4 separate regions of the Mus musculus genome follow, and regions 2, 3 and 4 are each linked to region 1. Evidence: chromatin contacts called from public HiChIP or PLAC-seq and Micro-C data. All regions are on one chromosome and are shown on one strand. Each heading gives the region's core, a stretch centred on a gene start, on an enhancer-like site or on the middle of the called end of the contact. The rest is flanking DNA. Distances are from core to core; before and after follow the strand shown.

Region 1 (6,904 bases), core at 2,014-4,513:
GTTGTCCCAGATATCCTGGAGGACTAGCTTCAGGACTTCCTTCCTCAGAAACTCCAGGGACACGCAAATGTGTTGTATAGAATGTATATGGTAGGTAGAGAACTCATACATCCTTCCATATACTTGAAATGACTTCTCAGTGACTTACCCAAGAACACACTGTTGGTGAGTATACCAAACAGCATTGTTCAGGAACAAGAACCATACAGGGAAATCTATACACAGTAAAGACAGACATGATTTTCTGAGTATTTCCCATGGTTATCTGAATCTGTGAATGTACAGCCTGTAGGTTCAGAGGGCCCATTGCGAACAAGCTCTACCACGGAGACAGACTGCCAGCCCTCTTTTTTCTTTTTCTTTTTCTTTTCCTTTTCTCCTCCTCTTCCTCCTCTTCTTCCTCCTCTTCCTCCTCCTCTTCCTCTCCCCCTCCTCCTCCTCCTCCTCCCCCTCCCCCTCCTCCAGAGATAGTCTCTCCCTAAGTGCACCAGACAGGTCTTGAACTTGTGATCATCTTGCCTCAGCTCCAAAATAGCTGGGATGACAAGCCACTAGGCCCCTCACATTTTCTCCTCTTGCTCTTCTCTTTTCTTCTTTTTATGGATGGAAAGAAATTCAGCATAAACTTTGCACTTTAGACTTTTTGTTTTGTTTTGGTTTGGTTTGGTTTTGGTTTTTCGAGACAGGGTTTCTCTGTGTAGCCCTGGCTGTCCTGGAACTCATGTTGTAGATGAGGCTGGCCTCAAATTCAGAAATCCGCCTGCCTCTGCCTCCTGAGTGCTGGGATTAAAGGCGTGCACCACCACGCCTGGCTGACTATTTCTATCTCCAGAGGATAAACATGACTGCAGGTTCCCACCAGCTTCCTGGATGAGATGCTAACATCTCATGTAACTGAAATTCTCAAAACTAAGAAACTTGACATGATCCCATCAACTAGGCCACCAACTTTCTCAGGGTTTGGCTCTCTTGTCTTTCTGCTGGGCTCAGGTACCACACTGCATTCAGTTGTTGGAGCCCCCCCCCCCCAGGTCTGTGACTGGTCCTCAACTTTCTGCAGTAGGAAAGACAAGGAAATCATAGAGATGTGAGAAATGAAAAAGGGCCCCTGACTCTGAAGTCTCCATGGAGCCTCTAAGTGGCTGAGAAGCCAGACTAGACAGATGGTTGACAGTAGATAGATAGATAGATAGATAGATAGATAGATAGATAGATAGGTAGATAGATGGATGGATGGATGGATGGATGGATGGATGGATGTATGGATGATAGACCTACAATAAGTAAAAGATGACTGTAAATGAGATAGATACTTTATAATTTACCCATATAGAGATATTGTTAAAATGGTAATGAACTGGACATCATCTGTGACTCTCCTAAGCAGGACTATTAACATTGCTGACAGTGGGGATCTCCAACTGCCTGTGACCCACCGTCTCAAGTGCGACCCTGTCAGGTGCCCTTCAGGACTACCCAGAGATCTCACTCGGGTTCTTAGCAGATAACAAACCCTTTGAAGATATTATCTTTTAAATCCACCATAATCCTGTACCTGTCCATTGTAAAGACAAAGGCGTGTGGCCCTCAGAGAAGCCCACACCCAGGCTCTCTGGTGTCTTACTCTCTTCCCAAACACCTCATTTCCCCTTAGTACTTGGGCCAAAAACTAACATTAAAACCCCCCTCGTGGGCTGGTGAGATGGCTCAGTGGGTAAGAGCACCCGACTGCTCTTCCGAAGGTCCAGAGTTCAAATCCCAGCAACCACATGGTGGCTCACAACCATCCGCAACAAGATCTGACTCCCTCTTCTGGAGTGTCTGAAGACAGCTACAGTGTACTTACATATATTAATAATAAAATAAATCTTTAAAAAAAAAAAAAAAAAAAAAAAAAAAAAACCCCTCGTGAACTCCAATTCTCTTCATGTTGAATCATCATGAAATTCTTCTCCGCAGTGAAGCCAGGAATCAAGGGATTTCCTGAGTGGAGGAGGCCTCTGAAGGGCACCCTTCAGACTGCTGCAGTCTGTCCCCTCCCCTGGTTTCACTGGTAGTTTTTAGAAGGTCCCAGCCTGGGTTTGTCAGATGCTGCCAGGTGTCACCTCTTGTGGCTCTAACAGATTGGGTAAGTTCTGCCCCGAGGTTTACCTGGCCTGTGGTTCTAAGCATGGGGCATTTGAAGAACATAGCATCGGCGCTCAGGTGCGGCTCTGTGCTGCCTCGGCTAGAAAGAAGGGGGGCTCTTAAAGTAACCCCCATTCTGCCCTCTGGAGATGCAGCTCAGCCGTAGAGCACACATGCAAAGGCTCTGGGTTCCATCCCCAGCACGGCACGAACAAGCAGACACCTTGAAACGCCATCAAATGACGCCTTAGAAGCAACATGGAGGCATCAGCTGAATCTAGAATATGGAGCAAATGAAAACAGCTCAACCCCCAAGCCCAGCAGCTGTCGGCCCGTACCCATGCTACACTGTACAACCCCACTGTTTGTAAGCCCAGTCCCTGGGGCTTTTCTTGGCATACAGCAGAAGCCCAGTGCATTCCTCAAATGATCCAAGAAACGAAGTGATAGATTCAGGGGACACGCCAAGCAGCAAGTCTGTTCCCTGTACCCGTGGGCTCCAGCGCCAGTCTACTCTAGCAAACTCTCCTGCCCGCTGGAGGAAAACAGAAAGGGAGGGTGAGTCTAATTTTGCCCTGGAATGTGGCCTTTTTCAGTCAGCTGGAGAGGGTGATAAGGAAGTGGCCATGGGAACCGTGGGAATGGGGAAGGCAGACCCCATTCACGCAGAGCAGGAGGCGCTAGCCCTGGTGGAATGTGCAGGGTGTGGGGCGCCAGGAAGCAGAATTCCTGAATGACTGGCTAGGGCTGGGCCTCAGGACCGCAGTCCCCTAGGGAACCCGTGCGGCCAAAGGCAGTGTCTCATCAAAACAGGAAGATCACAGAGGAAAAATGCACATGTAAGCGGACTGGTATTTACAGGGATCGGCCCCGCTGTGACCCTAGCAGGGGTATAGAGGGGATGCAGGGCAGAGAGAAGAACTTAGGGTCGGCCATGCTAATTCTCTGGTGTGGTGCAGAGTCTTCTATGTAGGCCACACACTGCCTCCCAGCCCTGCAGCCTAAGAAGCTATAAGGAAAGGTATGGAGAAGAGGACCACAAACAGACTTCCTGGGTATGTCCCACAGGCTACTGACAAATGCCCTGTCAGGGCTTTCTCACCACATGCCTAGCCTGCAACAGCTTCGACCCTTGGACAGTAGGGATTGCTGCTCCCATATTCGCAGGGTGTTAAAAAGGCTAAGATAACAAACTTTGACCAGTGTGCACACTGGCTGGCCAGGGTGGACAGCTGTTCCTGCGTCTGGGCTGGGTTGACACTGTCACATACCACGACCCTGGAATACTTAGCTGAGATGCCTCCAGCCCACTCTGTGCTCAAGATCCTGGGATACTGTCCTTGAACCTGCGACTCTTCTGTGAACCAGGATCCTCTTCTGCCTAAGAGGATGCTACAAGAGGCTTCTGGCCCCGGAGATGGCACACGCAGTAGTTCATGTGTGCCACACAGCTTTGCCCTCACACAATGTGTGGATTATCAGCCCAATGTTACAGATGAGAAGGCAGTGCCACAGTGATGACAGACCGACACAACTTCCCACGGCCAGCAAGGGGTGGAGCCCAGGCTGGGACCATTCCCTACTACACACAAGTCTGGCCAAGTCTTCAAGACTCATTGGGGCTGGGGGAGGAGAGGAGTCTCCGGTCCAGAGTCTCTACAGGGAAGTGACAGGAAGAGAGGAGAGGCATCTTCCTGAAAGCACTGGACAGGAAATGATGCTTCTACTATGGAAGTGGCAACAACCTGGATGTGAATGAGGACTGACCCCAGCCATGCCCATCGCTAAGTCCTTCTCCAGCATCAAGCAGGCCACTTCATCTCTGCAACAGTGCCGTGAACCAGGCACTGGCCTCCATCCCCTTTCACAATGAGCAAACTGAAGCCCCACAGGCTCCCTTGCTCACCAGTGCAAGAGTCAACACAGAGAGTGTGAATGGGCATGGACATATGTCAACATGGCCCTAAAGTCTACTGGCCCACGGGGGACTCCAATACTTTTAAGTTCCCCAGCTAGGGTGTCCCCATGTAGGCTCTCTGGCCCTTGGTGACACTCACCTAGAGCTGTCTGCACACCCAGTACTCTCCTAACATTCTCTATGTGCAGTGCTTCATTCACTCTTGCCACACCCCTGAGGGAGGCAGAACGCTGCTTCCGTTGGTAAGTGGAGGTAGTGAGGAGTGAGGCCAAGGAGGCAAGCTAGAACTCAGTCTTAGTTCTCTGCCCCGCCTCCATGAACGAGGCAAGGTGACGGACAGTCGGCCTAGAAGGGAGAGCACACCCTCTGCCATCTTTGAAACTGGGCCTACCCATGCCACCAGGCCTTCAGCTACTTTCTTCTGCGCCTACGTGTTTCTCCACGCAGCTGCTCCTACCTTCCTCAGAATGACATCTGTTCTAGAACCTTCTGTGGCTCCCACCAAGTGACCAGCATGTGAAGGTCCACCTCAGCTGTCTATTCCATCTCTCACTGCCCTCCCACCTCACAGTACTCACTGGGGACAGACATTACAATGTCACAATGCCATCTCTTCCCTCCAACTCACATTTGTCTACATGCCCGCGTCTAAGAAGCCCCTGCCACACTGACCCCCTCACACATCTACCACTTGCTTCTCTTCCAGTCAAACGTGTGACTCCTCCCCACCTCCCCCGGTGGGCTCTGCCTCTTTTAAGTCGGGTTCCCGTCTACCTGCCTGGGCCCTGCTGAATGTTCAGCATGTCCCCGCTTCTCCAGCCTTACTGCAGCCTTGCCACTCTCTCAAGCCCAGCCCTTCATAGTTGTGACACGCTGTCTGCCCTGGAACAGGGGTATCACTAGGTCAGGTCTTCTGTGGCTAGAGCGCTTTGGTGAGCTCCTGCCAAGATGCCTTGTACTGCGTCACCCGCCCATTGTCTTTTCATTAACTGGCTGGATGTGACTTACAATTTAATAAGGGACATGTGATGAATTGAAGGTCAAGGTTTTCAAAACATCTTTCAATGTGGAAAATGTGAATCAAAGAGAGATCTTGGCAGTCAGACCAGCTGCTAGCAGAGCCAGCTGCTGCCAGTCTGATGGGTTGCTGTTAGAGCTGAGCCTGTGCAGACATCCACCCTGAGAATCCCTGGCCTGCAGACCTCTGGTCCTGGCTATATGAAGCCCGGAGGGCATGCTCCTTCCCAGGCCTCAGGGAACTGCTTACCCACCACGAAGACCCACTCATAACGGCCTTTTCCTCCAGAGCAGCCTGCAACTTTCTGTTCCAGCACCAAACCAGCCCTGCTTATCATTAAGTCCTCAGAATAAAGACCATGGAAGAACCTTCTAGAATCCTGAACAAAGTTAAAGCTCTGGGCATTCTTGCTAGAAAACTTTTGGTCATGGACTCCTGTGGAAAGCAAGCCTCAGCAGGGTGGGCACCATGTCCACAAAGGTCGGGTGGACACCCATCCTCTGCCTGATCAGTGGCATGCAGCTGTCAATGCGTGAGTGATAAACAGACCAGTGACGTTTGGGACGTTTGGCTGAGATTTGAGTTGGCTTAGTAGATTTGATTTGCATTGAAGTTTTCGCCCAGCCAAGCATGTGCACAAGCCTGGGGAACGGGATGGAGAGCATGAATGAAGAGGCAAGGTGATGTCCTCCTGTCCTTCCCTTACTGTCTTCTGTTCCTACTCATGCTGTAGGAATCTAGGAAATGGCACTTTAGGGGAGGTGGGGGCTGATGCAGTGACCTGTAACACTCACGCTGTGCCTGCCCCACTAAGGGCAGTCAGCCCCATAGTGGCCTTGTCCAACACCAATACCCCAGGCAGCTCTTTAAAGGCTTCATTTTAGGAGCCCCAGTGGTCGAGTACCTACGGGTCAAGTGACCTCTCAGAAGTTAACTTTTCTTTGGCGGGAAGGGAGACTGAGCAAGTCTGACTCCAGCAGCACATGTGCAGATCCCACCTAGAACAGTCATTTAAAGGAGGTGGGAAACCATTATGAAGTTACACTCCTGGGCTTTGGTTTCTGTTTCTTAAATTGCTTTTCAGGTAAGTCCCATGTGGTCCCTTAGCAACAATCAATGGCTGAATACTTCCAACACACCAGGCACACAAGAGCCTGGCCTGGACTTTTCGGTGTCCCTGAGAGGCAGGATCCAGGCCTCCCTCCATTTCCAAGCCAGGAAGTTAAAGGACAGAGAAGTGAAGGACTAAGCCCCAGCCAGGCAGACTGCAGGGCGTCCAGGGCCTGGGAGATCCAGAGTTCATGCTTGCCGCTGCACCATGCCACACCTCCATGTTGGGCCTGGAACCCACAGTGGTGCTATTTAATGGGAATAGGAGTTGCTATTGTTGCTGAGACACCAGGCTGTCCTGGAACCTGCTATACAACCTAGGATGACCTTGAACTCCTGACCTTCCCCAATGCTGCTGACTATGGGCCTTCCCCACCAGGTCCAGCTGGTTCTGGCTCTTTTTGTTTGTTTGTTTGTTTGCTTTGTTTTTTGAGACAGGGTTTCTCTGTGTAGCCCTGGCTGTCCTGGAACTCACTCTGTATACCAGGCTGGCCTTGAACTCAGAAATCCGCCTGCCTCTGCCTCCCGAGTGCTGGGATTAAAGGCATGCGCCACCATTGCCCGGCTTGGTTCTGGCTCTTTTGAGATTAAGAGTCTTACTCTTTAGTCCAGGCTGACCTGACTCACTATATGAGACACGTCTAGGCAGATGCCTCTGGCCCTTCTCTGGTCCCTGGACCCGGGTAGTACAGGGGGACATCAAAAGCCAGCACATGCAGCAGAGGGCTGAG
Region 2 (7,031 bases), core at 1,876-4,375, 97 kb after region 1:
GCACCTGGGCCTCATTTTGCTCAATGGAGAAATAATGCTCTCTGTCCTAGGCAAGTCTAGATTCAGTCACTTAGTACCAAGGCCAAGTACCCATCTGACGGCTTGTGGATAAAAGGTATCCTGCGGCACCTTTGGGAATGGTAAGCACCTCGCTATGAGATCCGATCCCCAAACCCCGGAGCTGTCCTGAGGTTTCCCTGGCAGGTGGCTTTCAGTGTCTTGAAGAGGGCAAGTGGGATGCGCAGTCCCCAGCCCAGCGTCCCCCTACTGCCTTAGGCAGTGGCCGACCACTTGCCCTAACATTGGACCCAGAGTTGGAACACAGCTCCTCCAGAGGGCCCTGCCTGGGGCAGGAAGGGCTGGGGCACCTCCAGTTCTCACTAGCCTCAGGTCAGAGCAGGTCGGAACTATAGAGTCACCGGCTGGCTTTGCCGGAGGGACTAGGCAGGGGGCAGGGCGGGGTCCAGGATGCATGGAGATCTACCTTTGTGCCCTGATTCTGTCCAGAGACAGGAGTGACCCACCAAAAAAAAAAAAAAGTGGGGGGGAATCCTAGGTCATTGTGCCTCATTGTAAGTAAACTGTATATAACTAGATGGTGAGCAGGGAGGTGTGTTAGACTCAGTCCTGCTTATAAATGTAAAAGGGTATAAAAATGATAAGCAAAAGGCTCACTGTTCTAATAACCTAGGACCTGAGGAAGCCTTGGGCAGCCATGTCAGTTTTCACAATAGAAAAATACAGCAGCATGTTCCCTGAGCCTTGTCTGGGAAAACAAGATACTTCCCTTCAGCGAGCTCACCATGTCATACATGGATCCATCAGCCCCTTCCATTTCCCAACACTAGACAGGAGCCACCACCTGACAAAGGACCTCAGGAAATGACACCACAAAGATGTGCCGCTGTCAGCAGGCATCAGATGTGGGCCACAGGATTACTGCAAGGGACGCAGTGAACAACTTCAATAGAAAGGACCCTAACAGATGAAAGTCTTCAGGAGAGCCCCCAGAATCCTCTGTCTGGGGCTGCCCATCTGCTTTGAAATGGGGTTTCCAGGTGGGATTCTTGGAGTCCAGCAGTTTGGAGACCCCTGGCTTAGGGTAGGTGGGAACTGGCCGTGGCCATTGCCTCCCCAGTGATCCTGACAGGTGTGTCCTTGACATGTCAGGCAGTGTAGACGGTAGAACAGAGGTAGGGTGTCTTTTTTTACACCGAGGGTCATCTTTTTTTAGTGTGTGCATCTTTTGGGTAGCCCTTCAGGATCTGACCTTTATTTCGGCCCGCCCAGAACCCGCTGTTTAAAATTAGAACTCTTGGCCAGGGCTGCGGGATTCTGCTGCCTGGGATACAGCATAAACAACACACACCTGCTGCTGGGACACTGAGTGTGTCCCTGATCCAGGGCAGCTGTGGACGGCTGGCTCCTGTCCTTGCAGAATGGCCTTAATGTTTCTGATGGACTTGGCTCCACCTGCCACGCTTCAGAGCAGACTCTCACACATGTATGTGGGCACCTATGAGGGAGTTTCTACAGGCACAGGGTCCTAGTATATTGGTTGGAGCTGGTTCTGGGAGCAAGGACAACCAGGGTTCACAGCCAGTCAGGAAAGATCTTGGCCTGGGCTGTTCACACAAGTGCGGATGTGAACACAACTGGATGGTAGGGGAGAACATCCAGAGTTCCTGATGTCCAGGGAAGTGAATGAAGAGTTATTTAAGCCTGTGCTATGCTAGGCATTTCCTATTGCCTCAGTGTTATGGGTGGAGACTTGTTCTCATCTTAGTACAGGGGATCAGAGAGGTTAGGCCTCTTCCCTCAGGGTGCATAGCTCACAGTTGCAAAACTAAGCTTCGAGCTGAGTGAGTCTGAGCACAAAGCCTGTGTCCTTTAAGCTCCACCACCCAGTAGGTGCACCAACGGTCTGGATGGTTCTATGCCCTCCTCTAAGGGGAGCCATTCACACTGCAGCGTGCAAGGTTACTGTGACATGAGAATCAAGGAAGACTTCTTAGAGGAAGAGGCAGCGGGGCAGGGCTCCACAGACTCAGTAAGAGTCTACTAGACAGGGGTCTGGTGGGAGGAAGAGTATTAAGGAAGGGGCTTCCCAGAGGAGAGAGGAGCCTGTTAAAGGCAAAGGGATGACATAGGCAAGGTCTCCAGAGACCAGGGGTTCCCAACGATGGGTATAGATAAGGGTTGGGGGGGGGGTAGGAGGGCTGGTTGGCAGCTACCAAGGTGGAGACACTGGAGACTCTTAAACTCACAGTACACACTCTGGTGTGCATTAGGGAGGATGGGGACTCAGACCTGCCTATGGAGACATCCTGGCTGGCCAAGTGATCTTGGGGACAGAGGGGTTGTGATAAGATGTGACAGAAGTGTTCTTACCAAGGATGACTATGGCTCCCTGAGCACTCTGCCTCCTCCTCTGTGAGAAGTCAGGCTCAGCCAGTCTGCCTGGAAGAGCTCCTGGGTGTGCGTGGCGTGTGAAGGGGTTGGGAGAGAACACACTGGCCTGGTTGGTTTGCCCCTGTGACAGCTGGGTGGCTCCTTTCCACTGGCTAGTTGGATGGGGCAGAGCCATGGAGATGGATGCTCAGTCCCTCTTGCTAGCCTATACCTGGCCATTGTTTCCCTTCATCCTTTTACCTCTGAGCGGGTGTGTGTTATAGATAGGAGAACCATAGGCCCAGTTCGCAGGTAAGAAAGCTTCAGGCTCACTCTTTCAACTAACTGCAGAAGTTGGTTTCCTTTCTGTTAAGCTTCTATAGCCTGCTCCAGAGAATGAGGAGATCCGGGGCTAGCCTCATTGCCCTACTGACCCTCTATTGCACCTTCTATGCTTAAAGGAAGACAGTGCTTAGAGAGAGCTCCTTCTGGTCAACCTTCCACAAAAACTGCTTTAGTAAGCCCTTGTGATTGGTGTTGGCAACAGAACCTTCCAGAGGTATACAGATTAGTTTGCTGTGCACTGGATACAAGCCAGGATCATCTGGGAAGAAGTAACCATGATAGAAAAAAATGGCTCTGTCAGATTGCCTTGTAGGCGAGTCTGTGGAGGCATTTTCTTGATTAACGATGGGTGAGGGAGGACCCAGTGTGAACTCACTGTGGGCGGTGCCTGGCCCTGGTTGTGTAAGAAAGCAGGCTGAGCAAGCCCAAGGAGCAAGCCAGTAAGCAGCTCCCCTCTGCGGCGCCTGCTTCAGCTCCTGCCTCCAGGTCCCTGCTGTGATAGCCTGTGAGCTGTAAGATGCAACATGCTGCCAGTTCCTCTCAAAGTTGTGATTGGCCATCAAGTTTGTCATAGCAACACAGACCAAACTAGGACAAGAAGTGAAAGCTCACAGCTTGGCCAGTGACCCAGAAAGATGCTTTCCAGACCCACATGGCAGGGTTTGAACTGGTTTGGGGGTTAAATTTCAAAAATTGAGTGATTACTAAAAAAACAAAAGGCAAACAAACCAACCAACCACAACAAACCCATGTGTTCCTGGTAAATTTTTAATAATTTATATTTCACTGTTCTTCTGTCATCTTAGGTCCATATTCATTTACTCATTTCAAAACTTTCATCATCATCATTGTCGTCATTATTGGTATTTAGAAACAAGGTCTTACTATGCAAGCCTGGCTGTGCTGGAACTCACTATGTAGACCAGGCTGGCCTTAAGCTCAGAGAACTGTCTGCCTCTGTCTCCAGACTAAAGGTGTGCTCCACCAACATTTTACGTTAGTTATGTTTTAAACTAATGTGAACAGCAGCAGCAGCAGGAGCAAGTGAGAGAGCAGGCTAGAGAGAGAGAGAGAGATCTACTTATTTGATTTTGTGTGTTTGAGTGTTTTGTCTGTATCATGTATGTGTACCACATGTATGCCTGATGCCAAAACAAGTCAGAAGAGTGCCCTGTCTCCCAGATGGTTGTGAGGCGCCATGTAGGTGCTGGTACTCTGCAAGATCAACAAGTCACTTGCAGAGCCATCTCTCCAGCCCCTGGCTTTGTTTCCTTAAGCTTTGAATTAGAATTAATTACAATGGTAAAATCGACTGAAATGATTAGTGCTTGATGTAAATTTAAATTTCTTTCCTTTTTTCTTTCTTTCTTTTTTTGTTTTTTGTTTTTGTTTTTCGAGACAGGGTTTCTCTGTGTAGCCCTGGCTGTCCTGGAACTCACTCTGTAGACCAGGCTGGCCTCGAACTCAAAAATCCACCTGCCTCTGCCTCTGCCTCCCGAGTGCTAGGATTAAATGCGTGTACCACCACCGTCCAGCTTAAATTTAAATTTCAAGTACCAAAGGTCAGTGTTCAATGTCCTTTTGCTATAAGAGGGACTTGCCAACCAGTGGCCTCTCGCAGACAGAGGACAGAAGATTCTCCTGATCCCCTCAGCTTGTCTCTTCCCCATTCATCAGTCAGAGGCTTTGAGAAAGAGAAGCTAGATCGGATCCTGCTGCCCACTTGTGACTCCCTAAGACTTCTGTATGCAGATGTTCGTGAAGATCCAGCCTTCCCTAAAGATACTTTCCCAAGGCTGACTCCCAGCCTGCTCTGCTCTGGTGGTCTGCCTTGCCTCTAGCTGGTCACCCTCACTGACACATGGGTAGTTATTTTCCAAGCCCGTCCCAGAGGCTACCCTCTCACTAGCCCCTAGCTAAACTGGGAGTTCTGAGTTCAGATGTCCTGGGGATGGGGACAGGAGAATCATTCCAGGACTGTACAGAGATCAAGTCCACCCATACAACACAGTGTCTGCATAGAGCTTGGGCAACTCCCCTCCCCATATTCTTTAAACCAGCTCTGGAAGACATACCACTCCTAACAAACTGCACATGGCATGACAGCTACCATACTGTGTTGTTTATAGAATGATGGTAAGAAAAACACATGTGTTCAGTATAGACATAATTATTTTTGGAGGCAGCCTCTCTCTTGTAGCCCAGGCTAGCCTCAAACGTCATCTTCCTGACTATACCTCCCCAGTGCTGGTATTGCAGGTGTGTGCTACCTGCTTGACTCAGACACAATTTAAAATTTTTCTATTTTTGATCTACAGTTGGCTGGGCCTGTGCATGTAGAACTCATTGGTACAGCTAGTGGGCTGTGACAGTCACTTTGATGTTTATTTCTCTGGAGCTTCTACACTTTTTGAGTTGTTTTGTTTTGTTTTGTTTTGTTTTCTACCTTTCCAAGAGTTCTTCTGGGCACTTCTATGTCATCGGATGTCTGGCTTTCTGGTGTGTGTAAGGATAGCCCAAGTATAGCATGCATAGCTGAACAGAAACAAACCCGTTCCCCCAAGCAGCTGAACAGCCCTCGGCTCCCCCTGCTCCTGGATCGGCACTGAAACCTGAACACAACTGGCTGGCTTAGTCACCCTCTGTGCCTGGCAACACTGGCAACGAAGGCCTCTGTGCCCAAACACACCACAACAGGCCTATGTCACCAGGTTCCTGAGGCAGCCCAGGCATTTGGAGCTAACTTTCCTGAGCAGAGAGGGACTGAGGGAGAGGCAGTGGTGGGCATAGACAAGGGGGCGAGAACAAGAGACAGGCTGGAGACAGGCAGCAACCAGCAACCTGGGGCTTCTGGGGTACAGCGTGAGTCTTGAGAAAAGCTACTTTGCAGGATAGGCTCAAGACTGTTGAAAAATAGAAATACCGTTGGCAAGCCAGAGCCACCACTGGATTGTGAAACTGGCTTCTCGGCGGGCTCCTCCTCGGAGAGGGGGAATTCTCTAATTTCTTTATTTTGGGTTTTATAACAGCTTCAATGAAACAGTCACATGCCACATAATTTGCCCATGTAAAATGCAAGATGTGGTGGCTTTCCATGTGTTCACAGCTGTACTTACCCACCTGTTAGTGATTACTCTGCTTTTCCCACGCCAACCCTGTCCACATCACGCTCCTGGCCTTAGACAGGGGAATCTACCCTCCCTCTCTGCGGCTTGCCTATTTTGGACCTTTCATAGAAATAGACTTAATAATATGTGGTCTTTGGGGGTGGGTTTCCTCTTGTGTCCAAGCTTCATGGTATAGTATGCGTCAGCACTTTCTTGATAAATCATTATTTGTTATTAGTAATAGAATGGTAATACTCTATTACGTGGCTACGCACACACTGTTCCTCTCTGACTGATGCCACCCCTGGGCTCTTTCCACTTGGGCTCTGATGAATCACTCTGCCATGACTGTTCATGTTCAAGTCTTCATGTAGTTTTGTGTTCTCGTTTCCCTTGGTTGTACACCTGTACACCTAGGAGTCAACTTTTAAGTTTCTTTTTAAAAGGAACCCCTCCCCCAGTCAAAATCTGTGCCGTGCTGAGTGGATTGAAACGCCAGCATGGTCATGCTAGAACACGTGACTTTGGTGAAAGCAACGGCTGGGCCTGGAACATGCTAGAAGCTCAGTCAACAGAGGTCCAGATGTTCATTCTGGTGTTCTCAGTGAAAGGTCCAGGGTAGAAATGTCCTGACAGCAAATTTCTCTCCTTCACTCCTTCATTCACCCACAGGTGCGGTAGGCTGCCTCAGGTACTTAGGTGTTGTTTGGGTGTCCTAGACACAGATGGAGAATCCCTAGTCACCCCGCACATCAGGAGCTCAGTTTAGAGGAGAAGTCAGACATGAGACCCTTGTTATAATCCTGAAGGAAGCAATGACATCCTTTCCCCTTACTCTGGGCATTTCCTTCTTGAGATTCCTCATATGTGATGTCTCTCATTCCCAGGACAAGGGTGACAGTAGGGAAAATACTGTCTCTTCAGGGGGACCTTGAACCTTCAAAGCCCATTCTTGGAGTTTCCTCCTCCTCTCTTTTATATATTGAGGACTTCACTCATTTCAGGAATAAAAAGCCCTGTGCCCACTGTCCTTTCTCATTGATCTATTTCCCATAGTCCCATGGTGGTCCTGAGTTCTGTCCAAGTAGAGCTTGGAGCCTAGATTGCAGACATGAACAAAGTTGTTCTATCAACCTTGACCTGGCAGGCAGACCACAGTGCTGTTGGCAACTCAGGGCAGGTATCATG
Region 3 (6,911 bases), core at 3,004-5,503, 75 kb before region 1:
GGGGGCATAGAGATGGTGTTTGAGGTTTATGCTGCGGTCCGAAGTCACCAAGGGATGGAACTGCCTACAATCTGGGTCCTGGCGGAACCACTACTACCCACCGGTTCCGGTTCCGGTGGCGTGCATTGCAGGCCCGGAAATGACATTTCTTGTAGCTCAAGCACAGAAGGGACGCGAGTCTGCGCTTCCTGCCTCAGGAAAGCAGAACAGCGCCCCCTGCGGCTGGAGTTGAGTCTCGGCATGTTCTCTCCGTGTAGCGGAGTAGGCAGGACCTCAGGCTGGAGCCCCTAATGGAACCGCTTTGTAGGGCCTGAAACAGAAGCTCATCGATGCTTCTCTGGCTTCAGTTTCTGGTTTTGTGTCGGGGACCGAACCCAGGGCTTTGGGACCCTTTCTAGCTTGGCTTGGTGTCTCATTCCTACTATTCCAGTACTGGGGAGGTGGAGAGCCCAGAGGATCAAAAGTTAAGAGCTGGCCTGGAGTGTATGAGACCCTTTCTCATAAATCAGCCAACCAACCAAGATATATCTGTTGGGTACTTCGACAGGCATTAGCCGGCTCGGATACCACTGAGGATGGACTCTGTCCAAATCTGCTTGGCCTCCCACCTCCTGCTTCCTTGATGACACACCCATTTTAAGATAGAGAAGCACTGCAAATTGCCCCTCTTTAAAATGTAAAATTTCAAAGGAAAGGGAGGATGCCCAGTAAACTAGGCTAAAAGCCCACCTTGCTTGCCATGACACCTCGGGCATTATTCCCAGAAGACAGCTCTTCCCTCACCCATTTACCCCACACCCGCACAAGCTGCTCTGAGACCTCCGTTGCCCAGCCTGCAACCTTTTCTTGGCCTTTTCTTACATCTCTCCTCCCGGCTGCCACAGCTGAGATTTACAGCCCACAAGATGGTTCTCAACTTCTTTTTGAGTCCATTTTAACAAAAATTATTTTTATCAAGACGAAGACCCACCTCCTATTTCCCAGCAACCCTTTTATCACTGAGCCACATGCAGCCCCAGTTCCTTGATGATGTCTTTTTAGTTTCTCTCCATTCCCAAACACCTCACCCCCAAACTTCACCCCCCCTTTCCCACCACAAAGGAGTCTGTAGAAATTACATGGGTTTCAAATGGAAAAAGAAAAAGAAAAAGAAAAAGAAAGAAAAATGAAAAAGGAAAGAAAAGGACATGACTGCTCCCAGGAACAGTGAAGGAGAAAGTTTATTGTAGATAAAAGGGAGACATAGCCAGAGGCGGACATAGCTGGAAGAGTCCAGGCTAGAACTGACCCTGAACCATGGGAAGATGGAAAGGGGAAGAGGAAGGGAGAGAGAGGAACCAAGTGCAGCAGTCGGGAGGCCAAAGGTACAAAAAGGAAGGGTGGGTAACCAGAATGTCTGGATTATATAGGGAAGAGTCTCTGGGGGGAAGCAGCACAGCTTGATTTCAGGGTAGAGGGCAGGGCTTGCCAGCCATACCATGTAAAGCATCCTGAGGGGTGCTGGGAGAACCTGGAGGCCAGGTGCACTGTAATATGTTAAGTAGGTACCTCAGTCAGGGTTTAAACTTAACAGATATATACTGCACAGTTGCTCTCAGCATCCTGGTCACAGAACCTCCATCTATGGCTATTCAAGTCCATTCCATCATAATGTTCACTTGGCATATATATGTATATGTATATCCTATGCATGTCCTCCTGCATAATCATATCTAGATATAGCAACTAGTACACTGTAAAGGCTGTATGAGTTTTGATACTGTATTGCTTAGGACATGAAAAGAAAAAAAAATCTGTACATATTCAGTATAGATGAACTTTTAAAAAAATCTAAATATTTTCTACTTGTGTCTAGTTTAATTTGGGTGAACCCTACCCATGTGACAGGCTGATTGTAATTGTCCAAATTCTTTAAACACCATGACACACCTTTCAAAAGCCATCTGACTGGCTTCTTCAGAATTACTAAGAAGTTCTATATGCAGAAATTTGGGTCCTATTGCATACAATTCTATAAAAACACATGGTGGAAGGTCAGGGTTATATCTGCATTACTTTAAATTAAATTAAAATGTAATTTATTGATGCTAGAGATTGAACTTATAACAACATATTAAACACATACCTTACCACTAACTTACACTTCCTGATCCCTCAAATCTGAACTTTTAAAAAAGTGTTCTCTCACCTTCCAAGAATTTTAGGGAGAACCAATGTTCTCCCTAAATGTCCCCCCGCCCCCAACCCCTCCGTTGTTTGTTTAGCCCTTGCTTGGCTCATAAAGCCATACCTGGTCCCAAGTGTGTCTTTCTTGCTGGACATGGGAACTGTCAGTTTTATAGTCCTAACTCTCTGATCTGTAGAGTAGGTATAATCTCAGTAGGTTGTCGTGAGAATTAAATGGGTTTCCTAGAGTGTTCAGGACAGCATCTGGCACAAAGCAGTTCTAATCAATCTTCCTAAGAAAATCAGATGTGTGGGCTGGCTCACTCCAGGATAGTCCAAAAGTCAGCCTTTGCATCTACCGTACGTACTCTTCACATTTAGGCTTTTATGCTGAGGACTGGCTCTCAGCGCTCAGACTCCTAAAATTAATCACAATTATGTAAACCCTTAGCTTTGTTTGATGGAAATAGGTGCGATGCGCCACGATGGGAGACAGTGTGAAGTGTGCTTTCTCTACCGTTTATTTCTATTTTTTGTATTATACCTTTTTTTTTTTTTTTAAACCGAGTGAGAGCTTTGGGGAAGAGCCAGCTCACCGTCTTGAGTCCATGGCCGCCCACCCCCCCCCCCCCCCCCACCTCTGGGTCCTTGCCTTCCCCTCCTCAGCCTTGCACCGGAGCTCTGCTCTTCTGTTGGAAGATTGCTGGTAGCGCGGGCGCCACCTGCAGGTTCGTCAGATTGAGACACGCTGCGCATCCTCTGGGAGTGAAGTCTTGGTCCTTCCTGGGTTTGCCTGAGCTGTGAAGGAGGCACCTGTCCTGAGCACTGTAGTAGTGAGGAGGGAGGGAAAGGGCCTGTGGTTTCTGCTGTTTTCATCTTAGGAACCCAAGTGATATTCTGTGCAAAGTATTATTCGTTCGTCGTCTCTAGCCCTGCCACTCATCCATTCATGGTGCATGGACTGAAAACCTACTTTGTGCCAGATTCTAGATACAAGGTTGTAATGTTTCCTTAACAAATGGAGACCTTTAGATATAGAAAAGATGTCTTGCCCAAAGCCATCTTCACACTGGTCCTGTACATAGTCCTAGTTTATCAGAGTTGGTAAGATGGAAGATAAATTGTCCAAAGCCAGTCTTACTGGAGCTCTGAGGACTGCAGGGGCCGGTTTAGTACTTTATTCTAGACGCCTCTGCAACCTGTGTTGGAGATTTTTGGAGGAAGGCTCCACCTGGACAAAGTGTCCTACTGTGGTTAAAGAGACCATGGCAACTGGAGTACCACCCACTGTCAGTGTGTCCAGGTCAGAAGGGCTCGGGAAAGGCTGCTATCGGCTGCCTCTACTGTGATTAAAGTTGTACCACGGGGCCTACCATCAGTCACTCTCTCTGTTTCTATGGAGACTTGGGGGCAGGTGCCAGCATGACTGTGCCCAGCAGGGTCACAGTTGTCCTCACAGCAGAGCTTCATGGGAGTGAGTTCATCCATTCTCTGGCTCCCTTATTTTGCCTCCTCTACTGTACATTCAGATCTGTCCCTGCTGCTGGTTTCCTCCAATGTTCAATCAAGTAGTGATTATTCGGCATCTCCACAAAGCTGGCACAGAGCTTTGATAGGAGACGTGGAAGCATTCTGACTCTGTAATGTTCCCACTTTCTTATAGGATGGCTTAACGCAATGGTTCTCAACCTGTGGGTCGCGACCCCAATGGCAACTCTGCTTCTGAAAGCACTTACAATTTATAACAGTAAGATTACAATTATGAAGTAGCAACAAAAACAATTTTATGGTTGGAGGTCACTACCACATGAGAACTGTAAGAAAAGAGACAAAAGGCCCTCTTGCTCTGACTCTCCTCCGTTTTGGCTTTCTGTTTTGACATTGCTCAGATGACGTTAGGGCTGAGGAACAACCACCAACCGCCCCCCCGCCCCCCCCCCCCCCGCCCCGTGCTTCCTCAGAACCCGGTAGTCAGGCCGATCTGGGTTGGAATTTCAACTTTACCACCTGCTAGCTGTGTGGCCAGGGTGTGATTACGCCTCTGTTTCTTCCTGGCATGCCGAGAATGCCAAGTCCTCCCAGTGATGGGTTGGAATGAAATGCATGACCTCACCAGCAAAGAACTGGCAGGGAGCAGCTGCGGGGAGGAAAAGGGGTCTTCGGAGAATGCCCTCCCTCATGAGTTCCCATTCACATTCGCACGATACCATGTCTATCTTCAGATAACGAACCTTCGAGAAGCATGCACCAGGTTGCTTTGTGCTGGGGGTGGGGGGAGGCCTGTAACACCGAGCTACACCTCGAGCCCGAAAACAAGTTTTAAAATAATTTTTTAAAGATAAATTTTATTTATTATTATATGGGAGGGTGATCAAGCGTCATGGCACACATACGGAAGCACACACATACTCTCTCCTTCCAACTTTACATGGGTTCTGGGATTGAACTCAGGTCATCGTATACACCAGCTATCTCACTGGCCCTTAAATATTTTTCATTTCTGTATTTACTTGTGTGTATATACATTCATACATTATATACCATGGCAACGAGGGGGCTAATTCTTCCATCATGTGGGTCATCAGGACTGGTAGCTGTAGTGACAATTTTGGTTTCTTTAAGAACACAAAAATAAAAGAACGTGCTTTCACTTTAATCTCAGCTGGGGGATGTGGGATGCGAGGCTGCTTCTGACTGTCCGAAGCAGCTATGATTTGCCTCGTGCTCTAGCAGAGGCACGGTTTTGCTGGCTGCAAATGGTTTCGGCGATTGTGTGATATTTAGAATTCTGGGAACTTTTCAGAAGGTGTATAAATGCCAGGGCCCCAAGAGGCAGTGCAGGTGGTTGGTGGTTGTACAGGAGTGGGGTGTGGGGGGTTGGCTGCACTTTGTTAGTAGTCCTGCTTAAAGGAGGAACAAGAAAAAAATAGATTGAGATCTCTCTTTGTCTCCCCCTGCTATCCTTTCCTATGTAGTGATAGCAGGGGAAACTGGGGGGATAAAGGGTGGGGAAAAGAACCCACAAAGTAGCAAAGACGGCTACAGTAGCAAGTTCCTTTCCCTGATGAGCCATCCCCTCCACCCCCAAATTTTTCTCTTAAAAAAGGCTTTAGACCTCTAATGGCCTGTCATTGTTTCTAGTAAATAAAAGCAACTTACCGTGACTGACCTCCCCTCTTCCTCCTTCCTCTGAGTCCTGTTACACTTCCCTTCTTCCCAGGTTTCCTCCATGATGACACCCATCTCGCCTAGCACTTGAACCTCTCCCTGGGATGCCCCTTCACCACTGCCTCTTAGAAGCACTGCAGCCCAGGGCCCCTGGCTAGGATTCAGTCTTCCATGTTCTATGTCAACTTCAAATACATTTGTCAGTTCATGGATCCAGTTCCAAGGAGCATCCACGGAGAAAGTCCCTTGGTGGTCTGTGTTCCAGACAGGTGGCATCCCAGGGTAGATCTCTCAAAATTTCTGGAAACGCTACTGCTTGAGGACAAACGGGAAATGGTTCTTTTGTTTTTAGCAAACACTTTAGTAAAACTAGTGTTCTATGGGTGAACGGACTGCCAGCCTGGGTGCCTCACCCGTGGCTCAGTCACATCAGGCTCCCCTCCTCCCAGGGTGATCTCCCCCTAAGGTACCCATAGTTAAACTTGATTAGAAGAAATCCTCTCTCTAGAAGCTTCCACAACTCTCTACATATATAATCTGACTGGGATAAAGCCAACTAGGCTCTTCAAGGTCAATGGTTTGTAACCATATCCTGCAAGATTTTCTTGGTTCTCGGCAGACCTTCTCTCCTCCCCCTCCTCCTGCTCCTCCTGCTCGTCCTCCCTTTACAGGGCTTCTCTCTGTAGACCAGGTTGTCTTTGAACTCACATAGATCCTCTTGCCTCTGCCTCCTGAGTACTGGGATTAAAGGCATGTGCCACCACACCTGGCTTTATTATTCTTGTTTTTCTTGACAGGTTTTCTCTGCTTTGTCCTGGAACTCACTCTGTAGATCAGGCTGACCTTGAACTCAAAGAGATCTGCCTGGCTAAGCCTCCTATGAGCTTAAGGCAGATCAAAGGCGTGTGCCATCACCTGGCTCTCTTCAGCACTGTCAACCGCTGTTCTTTCTGTAGAATTAAATTTCACTCTCACTCCCACCCTAGACTCTGGGCTACCCAGCCACCATCAAGGCAGAGTCACAGCAATATTTCTGAAAAGCAGCCTTTTAATATCTAATTGAACCCAGTGAGTGGGAAAGAATCAAAACATATGTCCCCTTAAGAATACCTTTACAAGAACAACAGGCCAGAGGCGTCTCTTCCATGGGAAACTGGCATACCGTGTCCTCACAAAAGTGGGATTTCAACTCATACGCATGCCACATAGTTCCCGTCCCATCCCACCCTGCCCAACCCTCCACAGGTGACAGATTCACACACCAAAGGGACTGGTTTCTTAAACTGTGGAACAGAATGTTTAAAAGAAGATAAGAAATCTAGCCAAGTGGCCAGGGGCAGTTTACATACACAATAAGAATCAACTCATATAAAAAGGGAAGTTTTGCTAATTGGAATCAGAGGAAAAATTACAAATGGCAGAGAATCCAGCTACCCATAAGAGACTATTTAAGAAAAACAAAACCAAAACCAAACAAAAACAAAAAACCCCAAAACTTCCTACTGCAGGTACCCCTTCATTACAAAAGTATGCAAACCATCTCAATATAAATGAAGCCCAGGCCCGCGGCTCTCTCT
Region 4 (6,764 bases), core at 4,053-6,552, 92 kb before region 1:
CACAGTGGTGACTACCACACTCTAGGTGGGTACCCAGGGTAGATCGAGCTCTAGAGAAGTAGCAATGAATTAAACTGACTTAAAACATCCACCCTGGTAGCTGGAGCGATGGCTCGGGGTTAAGACCACTGGCTGCACCGGCTTTCAGTAGATGCAGGCTTGGTTCCTGGCACTCACATAGTAGCTAATTGTCTGTAACGGCCGTTCTAGGAGATCTGATGCCCTCTTCTGGCATCTCAAAATACTGCATGCATAGGATTCACAGACATACATGCAAAATACCCATACATATAATACATATAATAAATACATACATAATTACATATAATAAAAAGTAAGTAAATGTTTTTTTTTAAGTCTATCCAGTCCTTCCCTGGGAAGCTTACAGGCTGGGAAGGAGGGGAGAGTAGATAACACACAGATGAATGACAGACAGACAACAATCATCACAAGCATGCTGAAGAGATGACTGACCCCAGAAAACAAAGTGGGGAAGGAAGGCAGATGTGCCGGGGCTGTGGCAGTGTTAAGTAGTTGTGATGAGGCCTTGGCAAGTGATGGGGTCTGACTGCAGACTTGAGTGTCCCCGGCAGTGGGACAGCAAACTCAGGCATGAGCTGAGAGGGGTCTTGGGAGTTCAGAGGAAGGAGGCCTGGGTGGCTGAACAAGACAAGCAAGGCCGGCCTGGGAAGCAGGAAGTGAGGTCAAAGAGATCGATCCATCCATCTATCTATCTATCTATCTATCTATCTATCTATCTATCTCTCACGGCCTTTGCAAGGCCTCTGCTCCAAACGTTATCAGGGCAGAGCAGAAGAGAACTGTAAGATCTGCCCTGATTTCTGCCCTGATCTCTCCCCAGGCTGGGGAGATGGAGTCAGAGTGGTGAAACGGCAGACCCGTCGGGAGTGTAAGGTCATAAAGGCCAAGGCTACAGCACACATGGACAAGGCTTACAGCAGTGTGGGTAGCAAATATTGACCCAACTTTAGATGCATTTCATCTTAATGATCTGAGTGAGGGAGTGCACATGAGTGCAGATGCCCATGGAGGCCAGAGAGTGTGGACGACCTGAAGCTGGAGTTACAGGTGGTGAGTGAGTACTGAGATGTGAGTACTGAGAACCAAACACTGGTCCTCTACAAGACAGCAAAAGCTCTCATCTGCTGAGCATCTCTCCAGCACCTCTCCATGCATTTTAGAGACAAGAAACATGACAGTTGTACAATAAACTGAGAGCTGGTGCAGCCACTTGTAATCTAAGCCCTTCACTCAGTTGCCTGTGGGAGTGCATACCAGTAATCCTATCTTGGAAGGCCAAGGCAGGAGGATGGCAAGTTTGAAGTTAGCCTAGGCTACATAAAGATGGACAGATGGACAGATAGAGGGCCAGCCTTCCAACTCTTCTTCTCAATCCTTTATTCCAGAAGACGGGTACCTTCACCATGACCCCCGACCCACAGCACATGGCTATGAGTCTCACTGCCAGTTCCTGCTCATCTTCTCCCACGCTGAGCTTAGAATCTCTGCTGTCTCCTCTCTTCCCCGAAAGATATCTCAGAGAACAGAAACAGCTCAAGAGCCTTTGTATTACACAGCCAGTATTAGCTGCCACGGGAAAGCATTCCCTGCAACACCTGCTCCAGGGGCTGGAGAGATGGCTCAGTGGTTAAGAGCACTGACTGCTCTTCCAGAGGTCCTGAGTTCAGTTCTCAGCAACCACATGGTGGCTTACAATTATCTGTAATAGGATCTGATGCCTTCTTCTGGAGTGTCTGAAGACAGCTACAGTGTACTCATGTACAAAAAATAAATAAATATGTCTTAAAAAAAAAAAACCCTGCTCCTTAGTGGCTATGCAGGAGTGAAGAGTCCTAAGCTGCAATTCATTTTCAAATGTCTTAGCAAAACTGTATACAACTATATACACACATTCACGTGCATTCACAAAGCAAACATGTATAAATCTATTACAACATACAGCCTTGGGATGTTACCTTTTAAAAATGATTTATTTTAAGCTAGGCAGTGGTGTTGCACTTTAATCATAGCACTCAGGAGGCAAAGGCAGGCGGCCTCTGAGTTCGAGGCCAGCCTGATCTAGAGAGTGAGTTCCAGGACAGCCAAGGCCACACAGAGAAACCCTGTCTCATCTGTGTATATGCATGCATGCACACAAGCACAGGTGCCCTCAGAGGCCAGAGTGAACTCAGGTCTTAACATGCCATGGTATGCAAGGGGGCAATCAGAGAACAATTTGTGGGGTAGTCAGACATGGCAACAAGCACTTTTACCCCCTGAGGTCACCAGCTAGCCTTTGGTATATGACTTTCTACACGCTCCAAACAAACAAACAAACAAACAAACAAACAAACAAACAAAAACTGGAGCTGACATAGCCCCTGGTCTACTAATCCCTGTGTGATCCTCCACACCTGGTAAAGGAGGACTTGAAGCTTTTGGGGACTCTGTGGGCTCCTACAGAGAAAAGTGGGAGAGCATGAAGGACAGCAGGCACAGACTAGATTTTGTCCTACCATGTCCCACTGCAGAAAAAAAATCCAAAGAATTGCAAGAGGCTGTCTCCCCGATGCCCACACACTCAGGAGGGGCCTGTCCCCGCCAGCTACCTTCTTACTGTCTCATCAGGTCCCATACCCTCCCCAGCACCCATTTACAGGACGCTGAGCAAGGCTTTCTCAGACTGAGCAGAGAAGCCCCTGTTGTGCTCCCTTCCTGCACAGTTCCTTATTTCCTTAATGAAAATCTCCTAATCCCACAAATCAGAAATGTTTTCCTGTATTAAATACTCAGCTCAGCGTGGTGGCTGGGGATGCAATTCAGTGGTAGAGTGCTTGTCTAGAAGACAGGAGGCTCTGGGTTCACTTCTCAGCAACCCTTACTTACACCCCCACCCCCACGGCTGCCACACACAAACACAGGAAAAAAATCATCAGAGTTCATTAAGCAGGTCAGTTCTTGTATAACTTAAAAAAAAAAAAAAAGACCTTTTGATTTACAATCTTTTGGGAAGGAGGATGTAGAAGGGACCTGGTATTAATTAATCCTAAAACATCCATGTTTCAGTAAAACCAAGGAACATGGAAAAGCTAACTAAGTCTTCCAAGGTCACAAGAGCTCAGTCACCTTGGAGCAGTGTTTCCTAAACTCTAAGCCTATAACTCCTAGGAGGCACCATTTCAAGACCTGCTCAATCCTGCCAAGAGCAAGAAAAACAAGGATTGCAGTGGAGGCTGCAAATAGGCCCCAGATATGATCTCACTGCAGGTCAAATAGAACCTGACTGTGGTGAGCACCAGGGGTTTCATTACTCTGCATAACAGGAGGGGCACCTGATGCCAGGATGGGGAGAACAGAGTTTTAAGAAAGGAGTGGCCCAAACTAGGCACGTTAATGAAAGCTATTCTGGGATGAAGGCCAGAAAGACAGACAGTGGTGGAACGGAACAGGGTTGGTTTAAACACAACAGAGACATTTTGTTGTCTAACTCCAAGAGGAAAAAAAAAGTGTCTAAATGGACTCAGTACTCAGTTACTACAAATTACTTTGATAACTGCAGAGCCCAGATACCACATCAGCTGCTGTAAACCGCAGATGACGCTGTAGGACTGTTACTGAGAAGTGGAGCCTCCCTGATGCTTGCAAAGGACAGATATTCACCTATCATTTCCCTTTCAAAAGCCATTTAATTGCGACCTGGAGAGATGGCTCTTTGGTTAAGTACACTTGCTCTTCCAGAAGACCTAGATTCAAGTCCCAGCACCCACGTGACAGCTAATGACCATCTGTAACTCCAATTCCAAGGGATCCAAATGCCTCTGTGGACATTGCACGCATGATGCCCTTACATACATGCAGCTATACACTTATATACATAAAATAATACATACATCTTTAAAAGTGCTTTCTTAGGCTAATAGAAAAAACACTGTTAAAAGTCAGTGTATTCCAGACAGTAATAGAAGCCAATATCACAAAACAGTAAAACTTCAGCTGGGCGTGGTGGCGCACACCTTTAATCCCAGCACTTGGGAGGCAGAGGCAGGTGGATTTCTGAGTTTGAGCTAGCCTGGTCTACACAGTGAGTTCCAGGATGGCCAGGGCTACACAGAGAAACCTTATCTTGACCCCCCCCCCAAACAAACAAACAAACCCCCCAAAGCCCCCCCAAAACAAAGAAACCCACAGTAAAACTTTCTCTAATCAAAATGGCCCACTCAGTAAACATTGTCTACTCTACAAAGTGTTGTGGAGCTAAACACTATGTACCCACCATTCAGTGTCTAACCATTAAAGCAAGAGACGTTTCTGACACACTACTACTTAAGATCAAGTGTCACCTCCACATGATCTTGAGTGAGAGGGAAAAAATTACTTAATTCAAAAGAGGAACTAGAAAGAGGGTGCCCTAGGCTCCTCTGAAAAGGTTTGTTTTTACACTGCAATACAGAAGTTTATCTCCAAACAGAGAAAACGGTATTCTGCAAACCTTAGATGGGGGAATGAAAATCTTGGCCAACCACTGTAAATACTGTTTACAAGTAAGGGCAGGAGCGCCCTGGAAGGTATGACGCAGAGGTTTCTACACAATGCCTTCAGCTCTGGGTGATTTAACCTCGTTTAGATCAGGCTCACCCTGGCTTGGGTTGGGCCCACTAGCTGCAAAGGCTGAACTTAACGCTCTGCATCAAGCTTGTCTGAGTCCGAAACTGCGACAGCAAGGGGGCGAGAGGGAGATTTCTGTTCTCAGATCCCTTTCTTTGAGGTTTAGGCAAAAAGCCTCCCGTGCATCAAAGACAGAACCAAAGCAGCGACAGTGGCTTGGGAGGCGCCCTAATTTCTCTTCAGTCGAAGTGCACACTTTTAGTCCATCAAGACAAAAAGCACTCCCTAAAATTCACTTCCGGGAGGGGCCGCCAAAGGTGACCTCACCCTCCAGCCGGGGACGTTGACAGGCTCTGAGGAGCGCATGCGGTCCTCCCCTCTGTGGTCCACCCCGCCTCATCCTCCCGCCGTAGTCCTCCACGTACGATCCTTCTCTCCGTGATCCTCCCACCGGGGTCCTCCGCTCCCACCACCTTGGACCTGGCGCACTTACCCCCGGTTAGGACCCTTGGGGATAAACCAGGGCACGAGGAGGCCCACGAAGCCCCAGAACACGCTCATCACGATCAAAGGCACAGTAAGGCCGTGGTATGCCATGCCTGCGCCCCAGCAGCCGAATCGGTCCGGAGCCTCGCTCTCGTCCCACCCGGAAGTGTCAACAGAGGCTCACGTGATCGGCGCGCTAAAGCCCCGCCCTTTGCGCGCGGCGTGACTCGACCGTCGGACTCCGCCCCTTAGACTAGAGCCCCGCCCTTACCTGGCTAGTCTCAAGGCTGTGGTTCCATGGGGCTTGACTGAGATGAACCTCCAGCCACCGGGGAGGGGACCAGCAGAGTTTTCTGGAAAGAACTTAGGCCCATTTTGGTGATGTGTCATTTACAGTTTTATCTATATTTTACGCGCAGACATAAATAAGTAAAACCTACAATAGTGGACTACTGTTCTAGAGTCTTGTATGCTAGGCTCCTGCTTTGCATTCTTCCATAGCCCATGAACTACTCACAATCGCCATCTCTGCTGCAAGTGAAGAATCACAGTCGCATTGTAAGTAACTTCACGGTTGTAAGGCTCTTAATCGTTGGTGCTGCTGTGTGTCTTGTACAGAGTGCCAGGGTCTGAGTTACAGAAGTAAATCTGACAGCCATCTGAGAGAGGTCACATCTCCAGAGAAGATGGACAGCTGAGGATGACCAGGCCCTACTTTGCATTCCCGCCAGTTGTCACAACAGTTTCAATAAGAATAGGAATTATCGGGGCTGGTGAGATGGCTCAGCAGGTAAGAGCACCCGACTGCTCTTCCAAAGGTCCTTAGTTCAAATCCCAGCAACCACATGGTGGCTCACAACCATCTGTAACAAGATCTGATTCCCTCTTCTGGTGTGTCTGAAGACAGCTACAGTGTACTTACATATAATAAATAAATAAATCTTAAAAAAAAAAAGAATAGGAATTATCACCGGGCATCGTGGAACACGCCTTTAATCCCAGCACTCAGGAGGCAGAGGCAGGCAGATTTCTGAGTTCGAAGCCAGCCTGCTCTACAGAGTGAGTACCAGGACAGCCAGGGCTACACAGGGAAACCCTGTCTCGAAACAAACAAACAAACAAACAAGAATAGGAATTAGCCAGAAATATCATTGTGGCTCGCCAGAATTGTAGGCTCATTGCACCATGAACTTCCTGAGACACAGAGGAGGGGAGCAATTCTTGGAGGTTTTTTTTTCCCTTGGGGCCAGGGACTTGCTATGAGGAACACAACAGCTCCCAAATGCTGGGATTGCCAGTGAAGCACCATGCTGAGCTGAGGTTGGTTTTGCAGAAGCTTGCAGACAGAGCAAGATGAAAAGGGAGATCTGGCAGCTGAATCCAGTGTGCTGGCTGTGGATCCATTTCCCCGTAGTAGCCACCTCTCCTGATTTCTTCATCAAGTAGAATGGATTCCTGAATTAATTGGACCCTTCAGCAGCTGTACCATCTTTGCAAATGATTTTCAGACTTTAACTGAGCCAGCTGTAGTGGCCGCATACTTTTAATCCCAGAATTTAGAAGGTGAAGGCTGGCAGAACCATGCAGTTAGGAACAGGCCAAACTAGACTCAGAACTCAATTTGAAGTGGAGGTCCATCTATTGGTCATGTC

The links. Hi-C and Micro-C count contacts between places; a contact is called where the count stands out from the background. HiChIP or PLAC-seq counts read pairs in DNA pulled down with a chosen protein or histone mark.
Region 2: a contact with region 1 is called in an H3K27ac HiChIP or PLAC-seq map of heart atrium, with 7 read pairs. The contact joins two enhancer-like sites. A contact is called at or near these places in 3 of 39 promoter capture datasets (cranial neural crest, embryonic stem cells and maxillary cranial neural crest), 1 of 15 datasets of contacts at CTCF or cohesin (the NIH/3T3 cell line), 11 of 484 Hi-C or Micro-C datasets (the AML12 cell line, bone marrow-derived macrophages, centroblasts and 6 more), 13 of 115 datasets of contacts at active chromatin or transcription factors (the HPC-7 cell line, the NIH/3T3 cell line, embryonic fibroblasts and 5 more) and 4 of 9 other capture datasets (adipose tissue, embryonic stem cells, liver and 1 more).
Region 3: a contact with region 1 is called in a Micro-C map of muscle stem cells, with 2.5 times the contacts expected there. The contact joins two enhancer-like sites. A contact is called at or near these places in 2 of 39 promoter capture datasets (embryonic stem cells and trophoblast stem cells), 1 of 15 datasets of contacts at CTCF or cohesin (the NIH/3T3 cell line), 10 of 484 Hi-C or Micro-C datasets (the C10 cell line, bone marrow-derived macrophages, cerebral cortex and 5 more), 5 of 115 datasets of contacts at active chromatin or transcription factors (the HPC-7 cell line, effector CD8 T cells, embryonic fibroblasts and 1 more) and 1 of 9 other capture datasets (adipose tissue).
Region 4: a contact with region 1 is called in an H3K27ac HiChIP or PLAC-seq map of embryonic stem cells, with 6 read pairs. The contact joins the promoter of Atp6v0e here to the enhancer-like site in region 1. A contact is called at or near these places in 4 of 39 promoter capture datasets (cranial neural crest, embryonic stem cells, frontonasal cranial neural crest and 1 more), 1 of 15 datasets of contacts at CTCF or cohesin (the NIH/3T3 cell line), 5 of 115 datasets of contacts at active chromatin or transcription factors (bone marrow-derived macrophages, effector CD8 T cells, embryonic stem cells and 2 more) and 2 of 9 other capture datasets (liver and pancreatic islet).

The regions. Positions count from the first base shown.
Region 1 is chr17:26,580,635-26,587,538 of GRCm38.p6, reverse strand. The region is part of intron 1 of Ergic1 (endoplasmic reticulum-golgi intermediate compartment (ERGIC) 1); the gene reads right to left. Among named protein-coding and RNA genes, the nearest start is that of 1700049J03Rik, 18 kb to the right of the region's middle. Within about 2 kb of position 3,263, at least 170 of the 459 cell types and tissues checked have an H3K27ac peak or open chromatin away from gene starts, as enhancers often do. A contact at or near this core is called in the NIH/3T3 cell line, embryonic stem cells, fibro-adipogenic progenitors and 5 more, where this site is marked.
Region 2 is chr17:26,483,590-26,490,620 of GRCm38.p6, reverse strand. All of the region lies in intron 1 of Gm34455 (a long non-coding RNA gene), which reads left to right. Among named protein-coding and RNA genes, the nearest start is that of Gm34455, 17 kb to the left of the region's middle. Within about 2 kb of position 3,125, at least 8 of the 459 cell types and tissues checked have an H3K27ac peak or open chromatin away from gene starts, as enhancers often do. A contact at or near this core is called in fibro-adipogenic progenitors, heart atrium and muscle stem cells, where this site is marked.
Region 3 is chr17:26,656,388-26,663,298 of GRCm38.p6, reverse strand. Ergic1 (endoplasmic reticulum-golgi intermediate compartment (ERGIC) 1) reads right to left here. Exons shown (of 10, transcript NM_026170.3): 10 at 6,365-6,911. Among named protein-coding and RNA genes, the nearest start is that of Atp6v0e, 17 kb to the left of the region's middle. Within about 2 kb of position 4,253, at least 21 of the 459 cell types and tissues checked have an H3K27ac peak or open chromatin away from gene starts, as enhancers often do. A contact at or near this core is called in muscle stem cells and myocytes, where this site is marked.
Region 4 is chr17:26,674,934-26,681,697 of GRCm38.p6, reverse strand. Atp6v0e (ATPase, H+ transporting, lysosomal V0 subunit E) reads right to left here and starts at 5,302. Exons shown (of 4, transcript NM_025272.2): 1 at 5,120-5,302. The coding sequence starts at 5,223.